Linked DNA regions of Mus musculus: region 1 is linked to region 2. A link is a contact called in public promoter capture Hi-C data. All regions are on one chromosome and are shown on one strand. Each heading gives the region's core, a stretch centred on a gene start, on an enhancer-like site or on the middle of the called end of the contact. The rest is flanking DNA. Distances are from core to core; before and after follow the strand shown.

Evidence for each region. Promoter capture Hi-C pulls out the DNA fragments that hold promoters and counts their contacts.
Region 1: a promoter capture Hi-C map of hippocampal neurons shows a contact between it and region 2, with 2.2 times the contacts expected there. The contact joins the enhancer-like site here to the promoter of Uimc1 in region 2. A contact is called at or near these places in 2 of 39 promoter capture datasets (cranial neural crest and hippocampal neurons), 1 of 484 Hi-C or Micro-C datasets (forebrain), 1 of 115 datasets of contacts at active chromatin or transcription factors (embryonic stem cells) and 2 of 9 other capture datasets (adipose tissue and embryonic stem cells).

The regions. Positions count from the first base shown.
Region 1 is chr13:54,877,679-54,883,558 of GRCm38.p6, forward strand. It overlaps Gm31188 (a long non-coding RNA gene), which reads left to right. Exons shown (of 3, transcript XR_382463.3): 3 at 743-920. Among named protein-coding and RNA genes, the nearest start is that of Gm31188, 4.5 kb to the left of the region's middle. Within about 2 kb of position 1,918, at least 22 of the 459 cell types and tissues checked have an H3K27ac peak or open chromatin away from gene starts, as enhancers often do. A contact at or near this core is called in forebrain and hippocampal neurons, where this site is marked.
Region 2 is chr13:55,096,105-55,101,825 of GRCm38.p6, forward strand. Uimc1 (ubiquitin interaction motif containing 1) reads right to left here and starts at 4,196. Exons shown (of 15, transcript NM_011307.3): 1 at 4,093-4,196.

The DNA.
Region 1 (5,880 bases), core at 668-3,167, 220 kb before region 2:
GCTCTGACACACAGGGTGCAGTGCTGTCCTGGCTTCTAATTTGGATGAGAAATCTGGTGTTATGTTGGTGCCAATTAAAAATGATAAGAAATTATGGCACCAGCCCAGCAGGGCCCAGCACTACTTTGCAACTCACCCACCATCTCTGGCTACGCTCTGGGGCTTCTGCACAGAGAACGTGAGCTAGCTCAGTTTTCGGTACTTTTCCAGCCAATCTCAGATATACTTGTGGGTGTTATCAGGACAGAATGAGACTCGCTGATCTATGATTAACTAGAAGAGATTGCCTGGTTACAAACAGAGAGAAGGCAGGCGATTCTAGACTCTTTTGTAATTGGCTGAAAGGCGGTGTTTGGACATCTGAATGCCCGTGGGCCCAGGGCTGTGAGGCACCAGTTAGATCCACCCCAAGCCACAGCATGACTAAGAGTTTGTGCCCAGCCTCACTGTTTGCTCCTGTGACTCTGGACAAGTCACCTTGCCTCTCTGAGATTCCAGTTTTCCCGAGGTAACTTGGGAATTGTCACAGGATGTCAATGGCAGGAAGTGAGTTGTCTGTGCCATTCAGGTTGAATTCTGTCTGCACATAGAGCTGGTCCTGGATGGTTTCCCCTCCATGCACATAGCCAAACATGGGTCCCATGTTTTCAAGTTTGTTTAGTCACAAGTTGGCTGTATTTGTTTCCTATGGCTGCTGTCACAAGCTAAAGAGTGTTTAATTACTCCTTTTCCTCACTAAAAGGTTATGGGAGCCAGCAAGATGGCTCAGTGGGCTAAGGCCCTTGTGACCTTACCTCATGACCTGTGTTCTGATCGCAGAACTCACGTGGTAGAAGGAAAGAACCAACCCCACAGCTGTCTCTTCGGTCCTCTCACTCATTGCCTAATCCACGCAAATAAAGAAGTGCAAAAAAAAAAAATAGTTTTAAAGTGTTGAACTAGCCACAGTGCCAGAGTTTGGGGGATTTCACTGAAAATCTCAGGCCAGCCTGGGCTACATTGCAAGTTCTGGGCCAGTCAGAACAAGACCCTATCTCAAAACCAAACAAGAAATGTGGAAAGAAACTTCCCAAACATAAAATTCTCCACCCTAACTATTTAAAGTGTTCATATCAAAAGGGCTAAGTGTAAATGCTCTTTACTTTTGTCTTGTTTCATTTTGTTTTGTTTTGTTTTTTACTTCTTCTGTTTGTTTGTGAGACAAGGTCTCACTGTGCAGCTCTGGCTAGCCTAGAACTTGCGATGTAGATAAGGCTGGTTCAAATCCACAGAAATCTGCCAGCTCCTGCCTCCTGACTGCTGAGTTAAAGGCCTGTGCCACCACACCCAGAAGGCTCAGCATGTTATACTACTATACAATAAGCCCTCCATAGGCCCAGCCCCATGAAATCAGTGTCCATAGAGGAATGATGGCGAAGGTCCCCAAAGGGCTGCTCCTGCCCTGCTATGGTCCCAGTGAACAAATTGGGGACAGAGCATGAGGAGGCCTGCCCACATCTGCTTTGGACCCACATACTGCCTTAGGCAGTACGGAGGTGGGACATCACCCTATCTGAGTACCCTAGGCTTCAGGCCACCCGGGCCATCGCTGCACAACCTTGCCCTGCTCCGGTAATGAGCCCTGCTCCTCCTGTGGCTGGTTTTTTCAACATGACCATCTGTCCTCCTTTCTGCACTTGATTGAACCAGATAGGGCCATCTATCTCCCTCTCCTTGCCTCCCTGGCTGTCTGTTACTGCCCTGTCCCACCATCCCTGCCCAGGTTTGGTCTCTGGCCCTTGTGTTTACTCTCCTCCTCTGGCCACATCTGGCCTCCGGCTGAGTCACTCATTCCATCTGCCATCTCTCACAGTTGGACGATGGCTGTTCCTTTCCTGGCTCTGGTGGAGCCACGTGGCAGCCCACGCAAAGAGCTGGTGCCAGGTCCTAGGGATGCAACTGCACACAGACAGCTCTGTTGAGGATGGGGAGGGCTCAGTTCAGTCTTACGCATACCTACCCCCAGTCCATAGTTCTTATCTACCCCCAGTCCACAGCCCTAACCCACCCCCAGTCCACAGTCACACAGCCCTAACCCCCCCAAGTGCACAGCCCATACCCATCCTGTCCATAGCCCTGGAGACCCAGAGGTTCCTCTTCTGAGTATCAGAGAACCCAGAGGCCACAGTCAGACAGGCAGAAACTAGACATTGAACTTTGCTTGATGCTACTCTGTGCTTGTCTGTGGTAGGGTGCTTCTAGAAGATGGTAGGAAGGGCCATGGTCTGCTTGGAAGACTGGAGAGCACAAGAGTCACAAGTGGGGTTTATGTCCCTAACTGCTAGCGAGGACCCATGCTCTGGAACACCCACTTATCTGAGTCTGACTGTCTCCATTCATTTTTCAAGAATAAACCAGGCTGGCTGGATTGTCCATACACCATAGGCTCAGAACCTGTTTCCATTACCTCTGGTCACAGCACTCTCTTATTTTATTTTATTTTATTTTATTTTATTTTATTTTATTTTATCTTATTTTATTATTATTATTATTTTTTTAGTGCTCAGTTATCTCTTAGCTTCCCATGATTTAGGCAGGACTGACAGGAAGGATTCATGACCAAGGCTTGGCCAATCAGAATGCTGTACACTGCTTCCCATATGCTAATGAATCCAGGGACAGGCTAGCCCCAAACTGTGCCAGCAAGGGCCAGGACGGTGGCTAGGACTTTGCCAAGAAAAGGGGCACTCTTTCCCCTGGGCCTGACAGCGAGCTGCTGTGAGGCTAGAGCTTTTGGTGGCTGCCAAGTGGTGAGAGCTAGCCTCTGAGGAAAACCACTCATGAGGCTCAGCATGCCAAGACAGGGGACATGAAAACAGCCCTGACAAGCCCCTCAGTCCAGGCTGGCCTGGAGCCAGCTGCACCTCTGGACTTTTTACCAAGGCCAGTCTGACACCTTTCCTGTTTAGCTGTTGCTGGCTTCTGTGACTTGCAACTGAGAGAGTGTATGTGAAGAATCCTGAAAGGGACTAACGTGTCTCATAGTCAGTAGGCACTCAATAAATGTTTATTTTAAAATAAAGCCTTTGTGGAGAGAGAGAGAAAAAAAAACAATACCAAGAAATAACACATTCTACAAGTGCGTTTACATAATAATATTCTCAGTGTGCAGAGCTGGAGGTGCTGGGTAGATTGTAGGCTACAGGGCTGGACTTACCGGTAAAGGGCTGGAGGTGGCATAGGCCAGGTCAGGATCTTGATTGTTGTCATGGTTTCCAGAATCTCTACATGACAGAATGAGAGGCAAACACCGTACTGATGGTATTTCCGTGACTTAGTATGGGGTTTGTGAGATGTACCCCAGAGAACTCTCAGCAAAGAGGCTGTGGGAACCTCTCTACTATCTCCCCAGCTTTCTGTGGCTCTGCGATACTTTCAGAATCAAGTTATTCAGAAACAGTCTTTCTAGACAGGAAGAGGAGCCTTTTAACCCACTGGAGCTTGAATTCCAACCCTGTCAGTTACCAGCTGGGAGATCTGAGACCAGTCTTATCTCCTAATTGGCCTTCACTGTCTATGCCTGGGAAATGGGCTCATCTGCCTCTCCACAGGTGGTGTGACTGGAGAAGGAACTGGAGAAGGAACCTGGAGGCAGGAGTCAGTCAACAGCCAGGGAGTAAGACTCATAGGGACAGCAAGGTAGGCTACCGGGTCTGGAGTCAGCCTCCTTGGCTGGGTGGCCTTGGGCAGGATACTGGACCTCTCTGTTCCTTGCTTGCACCATGTGTTTAGTGGGGACCGTGAAATGATTTTTTTGAGGATTTGATGGGAAGATGACTGCAGGTCAGAACCTGACACTTGGCGAAGGGAGTGAGCCTGGCCCCATGGGTAGAGAAGGCCGTGCAGGGAAGTCTGTAGCAACAGCCCTCCAGGAAGCTTTTCTTGGCCTCCAAGGATCCCACCCTGGCCAGCAGGAAGTCTGATAAGAGGCTCAGAGGAGAGGCTCCTGCCTCAGCAGGTCCTCCTGAAGGAGTGGACAAAGCCTGAACTGGTCCCTTGAGGGCTGTATTCAGGGGTCCAGCCTATTGGGAGAAAGGACATCTATTCAGTGAGAGATATTGGACATAGTAGGGGCTTACTGGGTGGTTTGGGGGTGTTGGGGAAGTCTCTCTGTCCCAGAAGCCTTTTATGTGCTTCTTGGGGCTCAGGGATGCAAACATCACTCTCTTGCAGGCTCTATTTATTTTTTAGAACCAGATGAGCAACCCAATAAGCCACCATTGTGCTGATGAGCTGATGACAGGGTTGGCGTAGGGGACAAGGAGTGTTAATCAGGTGGGACAATGGATAATTTATTAAGTGGAAGCCGAGAATAAGCCAGGCTGGCTACAGCGGATAAAGAACACATTGGTTTATGTAGCAGTCAGGCTTCAGGTATGGCTGGATCCAGGAGTCCTCTGATTACACGTTGCCTGTCAGAGTGCAGAACGTGAGTATGTGGCCAGGAATTTCTGACAGAAGTCTCCAGGTTCTTTCTGACCAGCTGGCACAGGCCAGTGCTCACTCCTTAAACCAAACACTGGGACCAGGAGGACTACATATGCTGTGAGGAGTACATTAATAAGATGTTCCACTGTCAAAGCAAAGTGCCTTGGATGAATATAGGCTTCAGCTGAGCAGAAGGCACAGGCTCCTGCCCCTATGCCAGCCACTCCTGCTTGTCTGGGACTCTTTTTCTTCCTCCATTTCAACACAAAAGCTCATCTCAAGATGGAAAACCACAGGCAGTGTGTGCTGCCTGACTTAAGTGAACACATTGAGGGTGTTTGGGGCTCCTGGTGGTATAAAATTTCGGTGCTATATGGAAAAGTTGTACCCCCTGACACCCAGTCAAAGGTGAGGAGAAGGGAAGGTCCTGCAGTCAGGCCTACTACGAGGACCGTTTCGGGCTGGAGAGATGGTGCAGCAATTATGGGTGTGAATTACTCTTGCAGAGGACCTGAGTTCAGTTCCTAACACCCACACCGGTCGTCTCACAGCCTACTGTAATTCTAGCTCCTGGAAGCTCTGTCACCCTCTTCTGGACTCAGTGGAGGCTGCACTCTCATGCACACATCTACACAGAGACAAATACATACATATATTACTCAAAAATAGTAAATTTTTAAAAATTTAAAAAATGACTGCTTTTACACCCAATTCGTCTTCCTTTTTGTCTGGTTTGGTGCCCAACATTAGTTAGGAAGCAAACCCCACATGAGCTCAACAAGGCCATACATACTCAAACAAGGCCACGCCCACAGCGGTACACCTACTCCAAGAAGCTCACACCTACTGTGACCCACCTACTCCAACAAGGCCACTCCCACTCCATCTGAATAGCGGCCGAGCCTGCCTCACAGGCTTGCTTGCACCTCGCCCCATTGCCTTTCCGAGTAGAATCTGTTCCTCTGCTGCCTGAGAACACCTAGGGAGCGTGGGTTACCTGCTGACCACCAAGGGCTCCCGCTACTTCAGGCTCTGTTCTAAATTCTGACTCACCCTCCCTGCTGCTGGTCTCTCCCGAGCCTTACCCCTGTCACGGGTACTCCAGAACCCTGAGTTTGAGGCCTGGAAAAGACCTGAGCACTTGTCACTAATCTCCACCAAGACCCCCAAACCAGTGAAACACAGATCATCGAAAGCCGCTTAGCCCCCACCTGCCCTGTGATGTGACATTCTGATCTCACTGTGGTTCTTGACTGCGTGCCTCACCAGACTCAGTTTCCCACCTCCCTGCATGAGCAGGACTCTTGAGTGCCACACTCCTGCTGGCATCATGCAGCTGGGATACCCTTTGGCTGAGCCCCTCATTGATCGATCGGTGATCGATGCCTGTGTTCCTCCTTCCGCAGCTCTGCG
Region 2 (5,721 bases), core at 2,946-5,445:
ATCTGGAAAGAACCCAGATGTCCCTCAACAGAAGAATGGATACAGAAAATGTGGTACATTTACACAATGGAGTATACTCAGCTATTAAAAACAATGGATTTATGAAATTCTTGGACAAATGTATCTGGAGGATATCATCCTTAGTGAGGTAACCCAATCACAAAAGAAGTCATTAGATATGCACTCACTGATAAGTGAATATTAGCCCAGAAACATAGAACACCCAAGATACAATTTGCAAAACACAAGAAAATCAAGAAGAGGGAAGCAATGGGTGGACACTTCATTCCTCCTTAGAATAGGGAACAAAATACCCATGAAAGGAGTTACAGAGACAAAGTTTGGAGCTAAGACGAAAGGATGGACTATCCAGAGACTATCCCACCCAGGGATCCATCCCATAATCAGCTACTAAACCCAGACACTATTGCATATGCCAGAAAGATTTTGCTGAAGGGACCCTGTTATAGCTTTCTCATATGAGGCTATGCCAGTGCCTGGCAAATATGGAAGTGGATGCTCACAGTCATCTATAAGATGGAACACAGGGCCCCCAATAGAGAAGCTAGAGAAAGCACCCAAGGAGCTAAAGGGGTCTGCAACCCTATAGGTGGAACAACAATATGAACTAACCAGTACCCCCAGAGCTCATATCTCTAGCTGCATATGTAGCAGAAGATGGCCTAGTCGGCCATCACAGGAAAGAGAGGTCCCTTGGTATTGCAAACTTTATATGCCCCAGTACAGGGGAACATCAGGGCCAAGAAGCAGGAGTGGGTGGGTAGGGGAGTGGGACAGAGGGAGGGTATAGGGAACTTTCGGGATAGCATTTGAAATGTATATAAAGAAAATATCTAATAATAAATAAATAAAAATTAATAAAATAGTAAAAAAAATGGTTCCTTTTACTATATGTAATGATACCTTAAAAACAATTTTAAGCAGTAATATGTGTTTCATCAGTGACTATTCCAAGTCATTCTAAGAAATCTGAAAAGCATGTCGTTTTTATGAGGAAACAAGTTCAGGAAAGTTACTAACCAAACAAGTAAAACACTGCCATTTTTACCTGCTAATCCAAAAACCTAACTCCAATATCTCTGCACAGCTCTAGCTGGCCTAGAACTCACTATGTAGAACCCACTGGCCTTGAACTCACAGAGCCTGCCTCTGCCTTCCAAGAGTGGTGATTAAAGGTATGCACAACCATGCCTGACTCCATTACCTTTATAGCACCTCTAACAAGAATCTCTACTTAACACATGGTATACGCACAGAAATATTTACTGAATGAATCAGTAGCATAAAGTAGATATTTAAATTATTAAATGTTTTATTAAAACGACTGGGGTATAGCTCAGTAGTAGAGCATGTTATTATCATGTACAAGGCTTTGGTTTCCATCCTTAGCAGCTACATGAATAAATAAGTAAGTAAGCTACAGAAGGACAAGACACAGGAGGATATGACCTGAAGGCAGATATGGGGTAGGGGTAATAAAACACGGTGAAGGGCTAGAGATGGAGCTCAGTAGCTAGCCACCCTGCATGTGCAAGGTTCTAGGTTTGATTCAGCACCACCACAACATCAAAAACAAAGAAGTAACCTTTAAAGCTAGACGAGCATATGACATCAAAGTAGGAATTAGCATAGGAGAAACCTGGAGAAGTTAATTAGGACCCTAGGAAAAATACCCCTAGGAAAATACCCTATATGAAGTGGCTTCTAACTTACACATTTCCTATTCCTGTTGTATTACTAAAAAACAGTATGCCAATAGCAGCTATATCTTCAATACAAGTAATTTTTCTAAAATCTGTAATTTATGATACTTATAGTTGACATCTTCTTTAACTTTATTTTTTATTATTATTAATTTTTAAAATTTATTTATTGTATGTAAGTACACTGTAGCTGTCTTCAGACACACCAGAAGAGGGCGCCAGATCTCACTGCGGATGGTTGTGAGCTACCCTGTGGTTGCTGGGATTTGAACTCAGGACCTCCAGAAGATTAGTCAATGCTCTTAACTGCTGAGCAATCTCTCCAGCCCATTTTTTTTGTTTTGTTTTGTTTTTCGAGACAGGGTTTCTCTGTATAGCCCAGGCTGTCCTGGAACTCACTTTGTAGACCAGCTGGCCTCGAACTCAGAAATCCACCTGCCTCTGCCTCCCAAAGGTGTGCGCCACCACTGCCCAGCTTTTTAATATTTTTAAGTGTGTCTGTGTATACATGTACACAGGAGTGCAGGTTCTAACAATTTTTTAAATTATTTTTTATTTTAAAATTTAAAATAAAATTTATCTTTATTTTATTAAAAAAACATAGCCAGCTGGACAGTGGTGACACATGCCTTTAATCCCAGCACTTGGGAGGCAGAGGCAGGCGGATTTCTGAGTTTGAGGCCAGCCTAGTCTACAGAGTGAGTTCCAGGACAGCCAGGGCTACACAGAGAAACCCTGTCTCGAAAAACCAGTAATAATAGTAGTAGTAGTAGTAGTAGTAGTAATAATAATAATAATAATAATAATAACAATAATAGAGCCTTGAATTCCACCACTTGGGAGGCAGAAGCAGGAGGATCCCTGTAAGTTTGAGCCAGCATGGTCTACATAGCAATTTTCAGGCCAGGCAGAACTATATAGTGAGACTTTGTCTCAAAAACATAAAATAAAACTTATAAATGCACAAGGCTCTTGGAGTTGATCTCCAGCACAAAAGAAGAAGTGAGAAAGCTTGATAGAATAAACTCCTTTATCAATTGATTACAATTAAAAGTGATTTGTTTCTGTAACTGAGTAAAGTAAATGCATACCTATAAAATCTCTCTCTCTCTCTCTCTCTCTCTCTCTCTCTCTCTCTCTCTCTCTCTCTCTTACACACACACATACATACACATATAGCAACAGAATTCAGGGGAGATTATTCAGTGGGTAAATTCCAGCAGGTGGATAGTGAGTAGGGGGATCCCCGAGGAAGCCAGCCAGACATACCAACCAACTCCAAGAGACCCTGCCCCAATTAAGATGGAGAGACATTTAAGAAGATTCCCACTAACATCGGTGTAGTGGTGGAGGGTGGTGTGTGTGTGTGCCCGTGTGTGTGTTCACACCCAGTGTGCCCACAAGTGTGCAAAAATAAAAGATTTCAAACGCACCCGGAGCAATAAGTTATCACTGCCTGAATCAATAGACAAACTTGTAGGTTTCTCACACCCAATACTGAGGTTGTTTCTCTCAAGAACCCTAACGCGCCCTAACACATTAGGAACTTTAGTAAAAAAGGAGTTGGCAAGTGGCTATGCCGGGAAATGACACTCATGCGTCTGGCTCCACAAGTAGACTTTCTTTGACTGTGCTACAAACCCAACAACACCCTAACCATTGGGCTCACTTTTTCCGCAGCGTTGCCCGTACATCATATGATGACTACATGCAAGAAGCCTGGAGCGAAGTGGTCCAGATTCACACCCAACTCCATCTCTGAGAGGACCAACGCTCTGGTCTCACAGGTTTCTGACACACCGCCTGTCATCAGCCACGAGAGAAACGCACTAGGCTCGACTGGCTACGTTAAGTGGTAAATGATAGATTTCCAGGGGAAAATATTTCTCGGGAGACTGAGGCAGGAGGTTGGCGAGTTCTATAGAAGCCATCTTGGGTACCCTGTGAGTTCAAAGCCAACCAGAGCTACACAGAGAGACCCGGGTGGTAGCGGTGTCTCGGGCGGCCGAAGAACTAATGAAGCCAACTACCACAAGACAAGCAAAGTAACGTGGGGCAGGCAGCGGGCCTAGGCGGTCCTCGGACGGTCCGTTAGCCGGGCGGGCGACCAGGCTACCAGGAAGCTCGGATAGCAAGAGAGGGCGCTCCGGACGACGACCGCCGCCCGCAGAGGGAGGGGAACCCCGGGGGGCGCGAGCGCCCGGGCTGCCCGGCAGCTGCGAGAGCGACCCGGCCGGCATCGGCTTCCGCCCGGCCGAGAGGCCTAGTCGCTGCGAGGCGCGCCTCGGGAGCAGCGGCAGCCGCCCGGCAGACAGCGAGAAGCAGGCGGCCCCGACGGCCGCGGAGTGCAGAGGCGACGCGTACTCACCGCGGATCTGGCAGCGCCGCCCAGCGCCTCCTGAACGCTGGGGGTCGCGAGCGGCCGCAACTCTTTAGAAAGAGGAGAGCCCGCGCGGCGGCGCGAGGCGGCAGGGGCGGGGAGGGGCGGGGCGAGGGGCGGGGCGCGCAGGCGCGGAGCCCTGTGGGCCGCTGTATGCTCACACAGTTCCTGGGTCCCTGAGTGCTGTTAAGAGAGGGGTTTAGGGGAAACCAAAGAAAGCCAATAGGGTCCCTAGACACCCTTCGAAATAAGCTCTGCTGCATCAAGCTTCCTCTGGTTAATTTATTTGCATGAATCCAAAATTACGTTCAAATTAAATGTTCACATGACTAGTTAGAAACTCTCAGATGGTATAATGTTAATTAATGTCTGATCGTCTTAGCGGAATTTAAGCATCCTAAAACACAAAAATACTGAATCTTGCTCTCTGCTAAGGAGAGATTACAAGAGTGGAGGGCGGGTATGATTGTAGGGGGAGATGAGTGGGATGGAGTGCATGATGTGAAATCCACAAAGAACCAATAAAAAGTAAAAAAAAAAAAAAAAACTAAAATAATAATAATAATACTGAAATTTCTACAACATATATTTCCTTGAAATATATGCTCCAGAAAGTCCATTTCCTTGAGGAGGAAAAAAAAAAAAAGGCAACAGCAGAAATGTCAAAGGTGAATAAAATATGAAATATTCCTACAATAAAATTTAACAAATAAAACTCAAGGTTTGATAGCGCCTAAAAAAATCTTACTAAGCTGGGCGTGGTGGCGCACGCCTTTAATCTCAGCACTCAGGAGGCAGAGGCAGGCAGATTTCTGAGTTCGAGGCCAGCCTGGTCTACAAAGTGAGTTCCAGGACAGCCAGGGCTATACAGAGAAACCCTGTCTCAAAAAAAAACAAAAAAACAAAAAACAAAACAAAACAAACAAACAAAAAAATCTTACTGAAGGGGCTGGAGAGATGGCTCAGTGGTTAAGAGTACTGACTGCTCTTCCAGAGATCCTGAGTTCAGTTCCCAGCAACCACATGGTAACCATCTGTAATGAGATCTGATGCCCTCTTCTGAAGACAGCTACAGTGTACTCATATACATAAAAATAAATCTTAAAAAAAAATCTTACTGAAGCCAGGACTTTTATCTCAGAACTCAGAAGGCATTGGTAGGTCCGTTTCCCCACCTCTCCCAAAAAGGGGATGGTGGTGGTGACGGTGGTGGGTAGTCTCACTGAAATTATAGCAAGCCAACAAATGTGAACACTCTCATATGCTTTTCATAAGCTTACAAAAAGTAGTTCATAGTTTGTGGGAAACAGTACTCCTAAAAGCATAGGTTAATGGACCAGATGATAGATGGATACATCGTGGTAATGATAAAGCAATGGGAGGAGGAGACAAATAGAAAGTGGAATAAACAGGACCTCAGCTAGGGGTCAAAAACCAGGACTAACGACACATGCCACAACTTTGACTCTGGCCCGAGCTGCCCAAGTAATAAGCCAAGCGGGGCTGCATTCCACTTGGCAGCTCCGCTCCTTTATCTGTATGTACTTGACACGGGTTCCTCTCCAACACACCCTGCAATCTCAAATCCTCCACCCGAGCCAGCATCAGGCTGTGCAC